Linked DNA regions of Pan troglodytes: region 2 is linked to region 1. A link is a contact called in public Hi-C data. All regions are on one chromosome and are shown on one strand. The core of a region is the stretch at or near the end of the contact, and the rest is flanking DNA. Distances in the headings are between cores, read along the strand shown. Region 1 has its middle 42 kb from the start of RASGRP1. Region 2 holds the start of LINC02694 (long intergenic non-protein coding RNA 2694).

Region 1 (4,672 bases), core at 1,418-3,917:
ATAGAGTCAATAAAGTACAAAGAGAGACATCTCTGCCATGAAGCATTATCCAAACAAGAAAGGTAAGGAATTTCTCACCCTCAGTTATGCTGTATGTTATCATAACAACCACTAACTTACATCTGTGTTATTTCACATTTCTCATTTGATATTCCCAACTATTCCCCTGCAAGCAAAGTAAGACCATGATTATCCAATTTTACAGATGATAAACTTGAGGCTCAGCACCTTCTACTACTTGTCACTGCTAGTAAAAAGAAAGTACAACTAGAACCCAGGTCTTCTGACCCGTGTGTCCTTCCCCTGCCCCATGATGCCTCTGTGTGAGGTGTTTCTGGTATAAACTGTGGGAAGAAGCTTCCAAATAGCAAGATCAACTGGTTGAGAAATCATCCGTGTTTTTTAAAGTGTGTCCCTTAAATCACTATTGTGTCATGATAATCCAAGAAAAAGCTTGGGACCCACTGCTCACCATGCAGCCCATCTTGATTTACAATGCACATTAGTTTATTAAAGGCTCTGAGTAATCGTATCATAAAGAAACCCAAATAACTTATATTAGCTCTGTATTCCTCAAACTTATATGAGCATAAAACTCTGTATGCATTATTTATTAATATTACACAGAGGCATATTCTTTGGAAAACATTTGAGACTGTGTTAAAAAGAATTATTCGGTGACATGAGTAAATTAGCTAAAGAATTATGCCTCACTCTACCTTGCCTAATTCCCAGTTTCTTAAACCCAAACTAATTTCTAAAAGCAATACTAATTCTAAGTATAATTTCTGGACATCCAGTTAGCTATTAGAAAGCATATAAGGAGAGATGAAACTTTAAAGAACTGAAGCAGGTTTTAGAAGAGCAGATTAATATAGAAATAGAGTTTCTACCTCTACCCTCCCCATGGCCTACAGAAACTCCAGGTGGCCTTCATACTTCATTCTTTCTCTCCACCTACATAGCTTTTCGTTTATCTAGGGTTATGTCAGTGGCATGAGGAGTAAGATATTTTTTTTTTCTGTTCCTCATCTGTAGCTTTCCCCACTAAGAGAACTTTCTCTAATCTTCAGGGATAAATCTTTGGCTTTCTGGAGATCAACATCTGATATAGAAAGTGGAGGCTGGGCGCGGTGGCTCATGCCTGTAATCCCAGAACTTTGGGAGGTGGAGGCGGGTGGGTCACGAGGTCAGGAGTTCAAGACCAGCCTGGCCAATACGGTGAAACCCCGTCTCTACTAAAAATACAAAAATTATCTGGGCGTGGTGGCACGGCGTGGCGCACCTGTAGTCCCAGCTGCTCCAGAGGCTGAGGCAGGAGAATCACTTGAACCCGGGAGGTGGAGGTGGCAGTGAACCAAGATCATGCCACTGCACTCCAGCCTGGGTGACAGAGCAAGACTCCATCTCAAAAAAAAAAAAAAAAAAAGTGGAAAATTGGTCACCCTGTGGTTGCCAGGAACAATGACTGGCAGCATTAAAAGAGAAGGGAAAGGAACGCATGTGCCTTAGAAAAACCTTTATCAAGGATTAATTAACCAACCAAATGAAATCCACAGCACAAACAGAGTGAGTGAGCCCTTTCTTCATCAAACTACTTTTTTACACCTTCTTATCAGTGGCTGTGGCTCCACAGCTAACTACCTCCCCAGTTTATGTTCCTTTCCCTGAAAGAATTTGACTTTTGACTCTCTTTGACTGCACACGTTTACATCCATATTAAATTCATCGGACCAAACTGCCAATTTATTGCACATGTATCCGATCATGCAGTTCAGGACACGCTATCCCAAAATATGGCACCTTGGCAATCAAGGAAGCCGCAGAAGCAGGAAGGCCACTCTCACTTTCTGCCTCCCTTCTCCCCTGAAGCCGGCCATAAAATCTAGCTGATGCTCCCTGAAGTAGGTCATAAGATTCTCATTCCAGAGGGGTCCTCCCTATACCTGGGGAAAAGGAGTGGAAGACACAGAGACTCCAAGAAGTATCAGAACAAACAGGCCTGCTGAGTTTCCCCCAGTTCGTTACCATTAGGTCACATCCCCTCTGTCTGATCACACCTCTACATGACTGTCTACTCTTCGTCAAAACTAAGCATAAAAATACGCAGCTCTCCCTGTTTCTTTGAGTCTTTATTTCTGAAGATTCCTGTGTCACATATTAAATAAATGTGCATGCTCTTCTATCATTAATCTGTCTTTTGTTACAGGAGTCTCAACCATGAATCTTGTGATGGGTGAAGAAAATATATTACTTTTTCTCCCCGACACTCACTTGGGGAAACACACGTGCTTCCTTGCTACACGTGATTCCAAAGGGCTTAGGCTTCCCAGAGACTTTTCTTCTCCTCAGGTTCTCCTCTCTCAGGTTTCTTCTTTACCATCAGAGAATTTTTCCAGGAAACAATCCTGAAGGTTAAGACAATGTGACCTAGAGGGCATAGGTGAGCCTTTCCTCTGGCCCCAAGGCTGCAGATAGCTGCTTCCTTAGTGGCCCAGCCTTCTCTCAAGAACAGGGAACACATTTATTCCAGGAGGGTTTCTCCAGAGCAGAGGTGAGTTAACGCCTTCCAGAGGGTCAGCTGGGCCATTCCACTGTTCCCACCTTCCCTGCCCTCATTGTCTCCATCAGTTATTTTCCTGGGAGACAGTGCACTCTGCAGTTCCTCCCAGGGAAAACAGCAGTCTGAGGACTGGGGTCCCGGAGCACAGACCACCTGCTCCATTGTTTTAGTCAGGACAATACGGCTAACGCTGAGCACTGTTGAGTCACCTCTTGGGAATTCAGCATTCAGTCATCTCTTTTCTCTCTTGCTCTGAGAAAGAGCAAAATTAACTTTCTAGATGTTACCAAGTAAAGGATTCTTCCTTGAGGTTTTTAACAACCCAAGGCAGAAAAAAGCACCCTACTCAGATGATTCCCCCCTTAGCTGCTTGTAATGTTCTTTGTACCATTTTTTTTATCACTCTACTTAGGTTAAAGATGGTACTTTTCGCAAAGGTTAATAATAAAACTTCTGAATAATAAATATTGCAATTTAACAAACAAAAACAAACATGTAAAACGTACAGAAGTTTTAAAATGTTTTAGTGTATATATAATATAAATATAATTAATGTTAATAGACATTAGTAAGTTCACATAACAATGCTATGCAATAGGTATGATTATCTCCATTTTACAGATTAGAAAACAGAGGAGGAGAAAGGTAAATTCCCTATATAGCTAATATAGTGAATAGGAGAACTGGCGCTTCTTTACTTTTTCCTGCCAGACTCTTTGTCCTTGTGTCCCCGTCACTGAGAGGTATTACCCCTCTGAAAAAGGTCCTCCCTCTTGCACGCACACAAGCACACACAACCACACAGTTAAAAAGAATTATTTGGACATTTGTTAAAATGGTAAGGAAGACTTCATTCAAGGCCATTGAATTGAGAGATATTACAATAGAGGAAACAGATCAGGCTCAACTCCAAATAAATGGACAAGTAGAGATTTATAGCCAAGGAGCAGGGGGAGGATATCAGTGGATGGAAAATTACTAAGAGGAGACAGCAAGAGCAGAGAGATTCTTGCTAACCCAACTTCACAGGATTCTTGCTGAGGGCAGGCCGAGGACTTACGCATCAAAGGCTGGGGATGAGGAATTTGATCAGCAGTCAGAGGTGATCAGATATCAAGGGTGAAGGGATTCTGGCTAAACTGACTAAGCTGTATTCTTACTAAAACTGGGTGTGGTATCAAGACAAGGCTAAAGTGTAATCCAGAAGAGGGCTGAGGATCATGAGTAAAGTTTGGCCCAGGAGGGAATCTTTGTCAACACTCACACCCACGCCCACACCCATATGCCCCCCCGACACACACACACACACACACACACGCACAAACCAGGTTGCCCTCTGGCATTCCCCATAGTGTTTTTCATTTTCTAAGAAAATGAGGACTGGGTAGAGTGGCTCAGTCCTGTAATCCCAGCACATTGGAAGGCTGAGACAGGAGAATCACTGCTTGCACCCAGAAATTCGAGACCAGCCTTTGCAATACAGCAAAAGACTCCATCTCTATCAAAAACAAACCAACAAAAATTAACTGAATGTGGTGGCATGCACCTGTAATCCCAGCTACTAAGGAGGCTGAGCTGGGAGGAATGCTTGAGCCTGGGAGTTCGAGGCTGCGGTGAGCTGTTATCAAGCCACTGTACTCCAGCCCGGGTAAGAAAGAGAGACAGAAAAGAAAGAAAAGATTGGGGCAAGTTAATAATTGGAGAGCTGGAGTTCTAAACACTGCCTCCCTTTTTATTTTTGATCTCTGGGACAAGTGAGGATAAGCGGAGGACCATTCTTTTTTTTTTTTTCTTTTTTTTTCTGGGAACTCCCTGAGAAAGTCTTGGGTGCTGGGTATAGAGAAAGAATAATTTTTTTCTTCAACTCCCATAGGTTATTAGTTGAAATGGACCCCTATAACAAGAAAAAAACAAACAGAAGTCTATTAACATATACATTTCCTATGTACATGGGAGATACCAAGGGGATGAGTAGCTCTCAAAGAGGTGGCTTTGAATTCCGGCTTATAGAGCATCTTCAACAAGGAATAGTAAATTTTTAGAGAAGTGACAAGACAGAGTAAAAGGACTTCAACTCTCTAGGGGCAGCAACTTGGGGGCAGGCAAATC
Region 2 (5,313 bases), core at 2,149-4,648, 84 kb before region 1:
AGTAACTATTAGGGAGTCCAGGACAAGAGGCCCACAAAAGCTGCCTGGTTTTCCTCCCATTGCTGGATAGTGAGATATAAAGCCAGCTGGAGAGGAAGGGGATCAAACTTTATTATATATTTACTTACTTATTTGGACATGTCAGTGTTTGTTTGTTTATTGTATATATTTAATAATGCACAACGTGATGTTTTGATATACATAGTGAAATAATTACTAGAGTCAAGCCAATTAACATATCATCATCTCACAGAGTTACCTTTTTTAGGGTGTGTGGTAAGAACACCTAAAATCTGCTCTCTAAGCGAATTTCCTGTACAGATGGTCCTTGACTTAATGATGGTTTGACTTAAGACGTTTCAGCATTATGACAATGTGGAAGAGATACACATTCAGCATGCTTCTTGACTTACAATAAGGTTATGTTAGAGAAGCATCTGTATATAATATAATATTATATCGTCCTTGTGCTGTGCATTAGATTTCAAGACTTATTCATCCTATGTAACTGCAGTTTTGTACCCTTTGACCTACATCTGCCCCTGGTCCCTTTGGTAACTGCCAGTCTACTCTCTGTTTTGATTATTTTTAGATTCCTCATATAAAAGAGATCATATGATATTTGTTGTTCTGTGTCTGGTACATTTCACTTAACGTAATGTCCTCCAGGTTAATCCATGTTGTCACAACTGGCAGGATTTCTTCCTTTTTAAGGCTAAATAATATTCCATTGTGTGTGTCACACACACACACACACACACACACACGCATGCCACATTTTCTTTATCCAGTCATCTGTCAATGGACACATTGTTTTCATATCTCAACTACTGTGAATAATGCTGCTTTAGAAGCACAGTAAGAAGTCACCTGGAACCTTCTCCCTGCCACCACCCAACCCCAAGGCCTTGTCCTGAGTCAGGAAGAGGGAAGCCTGAGAAGAGAAAAAAAAAAAAGGGAAAGACAAAATGGTATCTCTGTGAGCTTTGGCGATTGAGAAACAGCTAAGATTGGAATTCTCCCTGACCCATTCCAGAGTTTTCTGAGCTGCAACCCCTGCAGGCATGCCTTGCAAGTCACATATTATAATTCCTATTTTCCAGGCAAAAGATTAAAGACTCAAAGTACAGTTGACTGGTTATAGAAATGTGCTTGTCTGACTGCCGGATTACCATCCCTCTGGACCTCCTGCCAGTATTAGAACCCTAATTTTTAAAGGCACCAGGTGGGCCATGCTCAGGGGAGGCTGAGCTGCTCGCTGCCAATGTAAGGGAATCATGACTAAACTACGCCAGTGGTCTGAGCACTGGCTGCCCATTAGAACCATCCCAGTCTAGTTAAACCAGCTTATCTGGAGTGAGTCTAGGCCTCAGTCGTTTTATAAAGCTCCCCAGTGATTCAAAAGTGCAGCCAGGACTGGGATGGGCCAACCTAAACTACTCATGATAATTTCCATTCTCATTAGCATGGAGGAAGAGTGTTCTGCTGGGTTCTGGGAAAGCAAAATTCCTTTCTTTGAAACACAAACATATTGTGTTGATGAAACAGACTGTGCTGCACCCCGAGGTGATGCCTAGAACTGTGGACACCATCTGGAGAACAAAAGCCAGCACACTAAATTCGGCAGGGGAAAAAGAAGGGGAAAGCCCGGCTACTTAAGATATTATTGGACCGAGCTCACGCCTGTAATCCCAGCACTTTTGGAGGCTGAGGCAGGCAGATCACCTGAGGTCAGGAACTCAAGATCAGACTAGCCAACATGGTGAAACCCCATCTCTACTAAAAAAAAAATACAAAAATTAGCCATGCATGGTAGCAGGCACCTGTAATCCCAGCTAGCCAGGAGGCTGAGGCAGGAGAATCGCTTGAACCTGGGAGGCAGAGGTTGCAGTGAGCTGAGCTGAGATCACGCCACTGCACTCCAGCCTGGGCAACAGAGCAAGACTCCATCTCAAAAAAAAAAAGAGATATTATTGAACAGATGAATTACCCAACCCTGAAACTGCTCTCGCCCGGACTTTCTGTGTTAAGTGAGTTAATAGTTTGATGTGGCCAGTTTTTGTTGGATTTTTTATTACTTGAAGCTGAGAACATTCTATGTGATATAATCATACAGAAAGCAGGAGAGCTGAAAGTCAAGCCAAGTTCAACTCTGAGGCAGCCAATAGAAGCTAAGAGTGAGTAGAGACCAACAGATAAGTGGAGTTATTTGAATCAGATCAGCGGGTTTCTAGATGGTTTTTAACTAGTAAACGTAGTTTGTTAAGGTTATGAAACTTTTTCTCTTCTTTTTTTCCTATTCATCAGAATCCCTACATGAAAATGAAGAACATCATCTAGTAATTAATTGCCAGGTTTAAAAATATAAAATTGGAGAAGAAGGCCAGGTTTGAAATTTGGAAGGTGGTTGAAATTAACAGCTAAATTTAAGAATCAGGATCATCTTGGGTTTCAGTAAAACATCTAGTAAATTTATTCATTTAGTCAATAACCTCAGTGACTAATGAGTCAAACCAGTTTTTCAGTCCAGTAATTTTTCATTTAGGGCCCCCAAATTAAATGTTAGAAAGGCCTCTTTCTAACATTTAGTCATTATAAAATAATCAAATCAGTGAAAAATCAGCCACCAGAAATAAAACTGCCTTTTGGAAGGTTCTTATACTTATCTGTATCACCATATTCCAACAGGCAGCTTAAGGAAAGGGGTCTGTCTGTGCCTTTCAGTTCACAAGCAACCTTGAGAAGGCTAGAAATTTCCACAACAGTACCAAAGAACTGCCTGAAGGTGGCGCTCAAGGGCGATAGTAACAGAGTGTGTGATCTGGCAATTTCAGCATTTGCAAGAAGTCAAGCCAGTTTTTCTTTTCTTCCTGATAAAGCTAATTGCCTTGCATTAACGCACAGCATAAGACTTCGCAGCACAAAAAGAATAACGGAATTATAAAAGGTATAATTTAGAGGCTTTGTCAAGAGCTGTGATGAGCATATCCTAATAGGTATAAATGTTCTGAAGTACTAATGCTCTATTAAGAGGGGTTTCTGAAGGAGGAACAATGCCTGCATTAGTGTTCGGGCTCTGGAGAGGAAAAAGCTTTTTGGTCTGCAATTACTGGTCTCCTATTCTTTACTTTAGAACACATCTACTTGATGCTTGCTATTTTTTTCAGGCACACTTCCCCCCTCTTGTTTCACGTGTACATTCACATGAGTAAAATATTGCTTTTTACGCTTTGCTGGGTATTGAAGTTGCTGTCTGATGGAGAGGCTTAGATCCTCACCTTGAAGCGGCTTCCCCTAACACTGGGTCTGTGAAGCTTCAAAGTGCAAAACATGCTCATCCAGACAATACCATAAGGCCACCGACTTTGGATTTTCTGCCCTACTTCCTGAGCCTGCATCTCCGACTATTCTTTCCTTTGAAGCTCTATAAAAGTATGCACTCTTGCCTCCCTGTAGAGTAAGCTGCTCCTAGAATAGGAACTGCTAACACTTTCTCTTTTATTGCCTTGGCAGTACCTCCTACCTCCCAATTCCATATCGCCACCGCCCCCCGAGCTCCAGTACTTTCCCACCTTGGGCTAGGACCAGCATGAACACATCTCCCAGGCACATCCCCTTGCATTTAGAAGGCCCCAGCCCCTGACCTAAGGTTGCCCTGGCTCTTGGCTTTCTCCCTTGAAGATCAGGTTAATCCTACTGAGAAGAGAGAAAGAAATTAAAGTTTATCTTACCTAAGGAGGAAATTCTTTCTGATCCCTATACCTTCAAAGACCCTCCTCTGCACTGGACTGTGAATGCTGAAAGGCAGCCAGGATTGGAGCTGATAGAAATGGATTGCCAGGTAGCATTGGTTAGTCTTATGTCTTTCGTGGCTTCTAAAGCCTCATCTCCTATTAGCAGGAAGACTTGGCCTCCATATTCTCTCCCTTCCCCAGTCTAATAGCCTGGCCTGACTTCCTACCACCTGCCCCTTGAGGTTTCTTTCACCCAGAGTTGCCTCCAGAAGGAAGTAGGCCAAAAAGGGGAAAATCCAAAGTCAGACTTGTGGGGAGGGTGTGAGCCACCAATGGGGACTGAGAATACAAAATTACTTTGGTAGAGGAGTACATTGTCCCTCCCCAGGACAGAGCTTGTCCCCTTCATCCACATGCATGTTTTGAATTAGACAGATGAAAACACAAATCTCCAATATCTCTTTCTTTCTGAGCAGTACATGTTACCCAGACTAATCACAGGTCATCGAAGGGGTTCAGTTGAATGCAATGATCACATCTTTATTCTTCTTTGGAATAGCTCACAGTGTCCCATCCACAGGCAAGAGGGAGGGCTGGCACAGCCTCATACCTGCTGCCAGAACACAGGGACATGTAATAGTTTTCCTTACCTTTACATTTGAAATCCTCCTGTTGGGGGTTCATTTTGCCCACTGCCCAGACAGGCTGATTTATCAAGACAGAGGAACTGCAAGAGAGAAACAGTTTAATTCATGCAGAGCTGGCTCAATGGGATACCAGAGTTTTATTATTACTCAAAACAGTCACCCCCAAAATTTAGAGGCTGGGGTTTTTTAAGGATAATTTGGTGGGTAGGGGGCCAAGTAGTAGGGAGAGCTGACTGGTTGGGTCTGAGATGAAATCACAGGGAGTCAAAGCTGTCCTCTTGTGCTGAGTCATTTCCTGGGTGGGGGCCACAAGACCAGATGAGCCAGTGTGTTGATCTGAGTAGTGCCAGCTGATCCATCCAGTGCAGGGTCTGAAAACTATCTTGAGCACCAATCTGAGGTTTTACAATAGTGATGTTATCCGTAGGAGCAATTGAGAAGGTTTAGAATCTTGTGGCCTCTAGCTAGCTGCATGACTCCTACACCATAATTTCTAATCTTGTGGCTAATTTGTTAGGCCTACAAAGACATTCTGGTCCCCCCGGCAAGAAGAGGGTTCATTTCAGCAAAGGGCTGTTATCATCTTTGTTTCAAAGTTAAACTATAAACTAGGTTCCTCCCAACGTCAGCTCAGCCTATGCCGAGGAATGAACAAAGACAGCTTGGAGGTTACATGCAAGATGGAGGCAGGTAAGTCAGATCTCTTTCACTGTCTTAATTTTCTTACTGTTATAATTTTTTGCAAAGGTGGTTTCAGTGTTTTCTCTAAAAGTCTTCCAGTCAAACCCAGGAGGTAAGTAAGGCACAGAAGACCTACAGCTTAGGGCACCCATACAACTCTGCCCACCTCCCCACAGTGGACACCCCACAGCACTAGCTGCAGTTCTCCTGATCCTCACTAGACTAGGTCTTGACATATTTGTCCTTCCCAA

What was found. A called contact is a pair of places that touch in the nucleus more often than the background predicts.
Region 2: a Hi-C map of induced pluripotent stem cells shows a contact between it and region 1, with 2.2 times the contacts expected there. The contact joins the promoter of LINC02694 here to the enhancer-like site in region 1. A contact is called at or near these places in 2 of 7 Hi-C or Micro-C datasets (both in induced pluripotent stem cells).

The regions. Positions count from the first base shown.
Region 1 is chr16:30,554,421-30,559,092 of NHGRI_mPanTro3-v2.0_pri, reverse strand. No RefSeq gene overlaps it. Among named protein-coding and RNA genes, the nearest start is that of RASGRP1, 42 kb to the right of the region's middle. Within about 2 kb of position 2,667, at least 5 of the 24 cell types and tissues checked have an H3K27ac peak or open chromatin away from gene starts, as enhancers often do. A contact at or near this core is called in induced pluripotent stem cells, where this site is marked.
Region 2 is chr16:30,638,342-30,643,654 of NHGRI_mPanTro3-v2.0_pri, reverse strand. LINC02694 (long intergenic non-protein coding RNA 2694) reads right to left here and starts at 3,398. Exons shown (of 5, transcript XM_003314602.4): 1 at 3,279-3,398. The coding sequence starts at 3,398.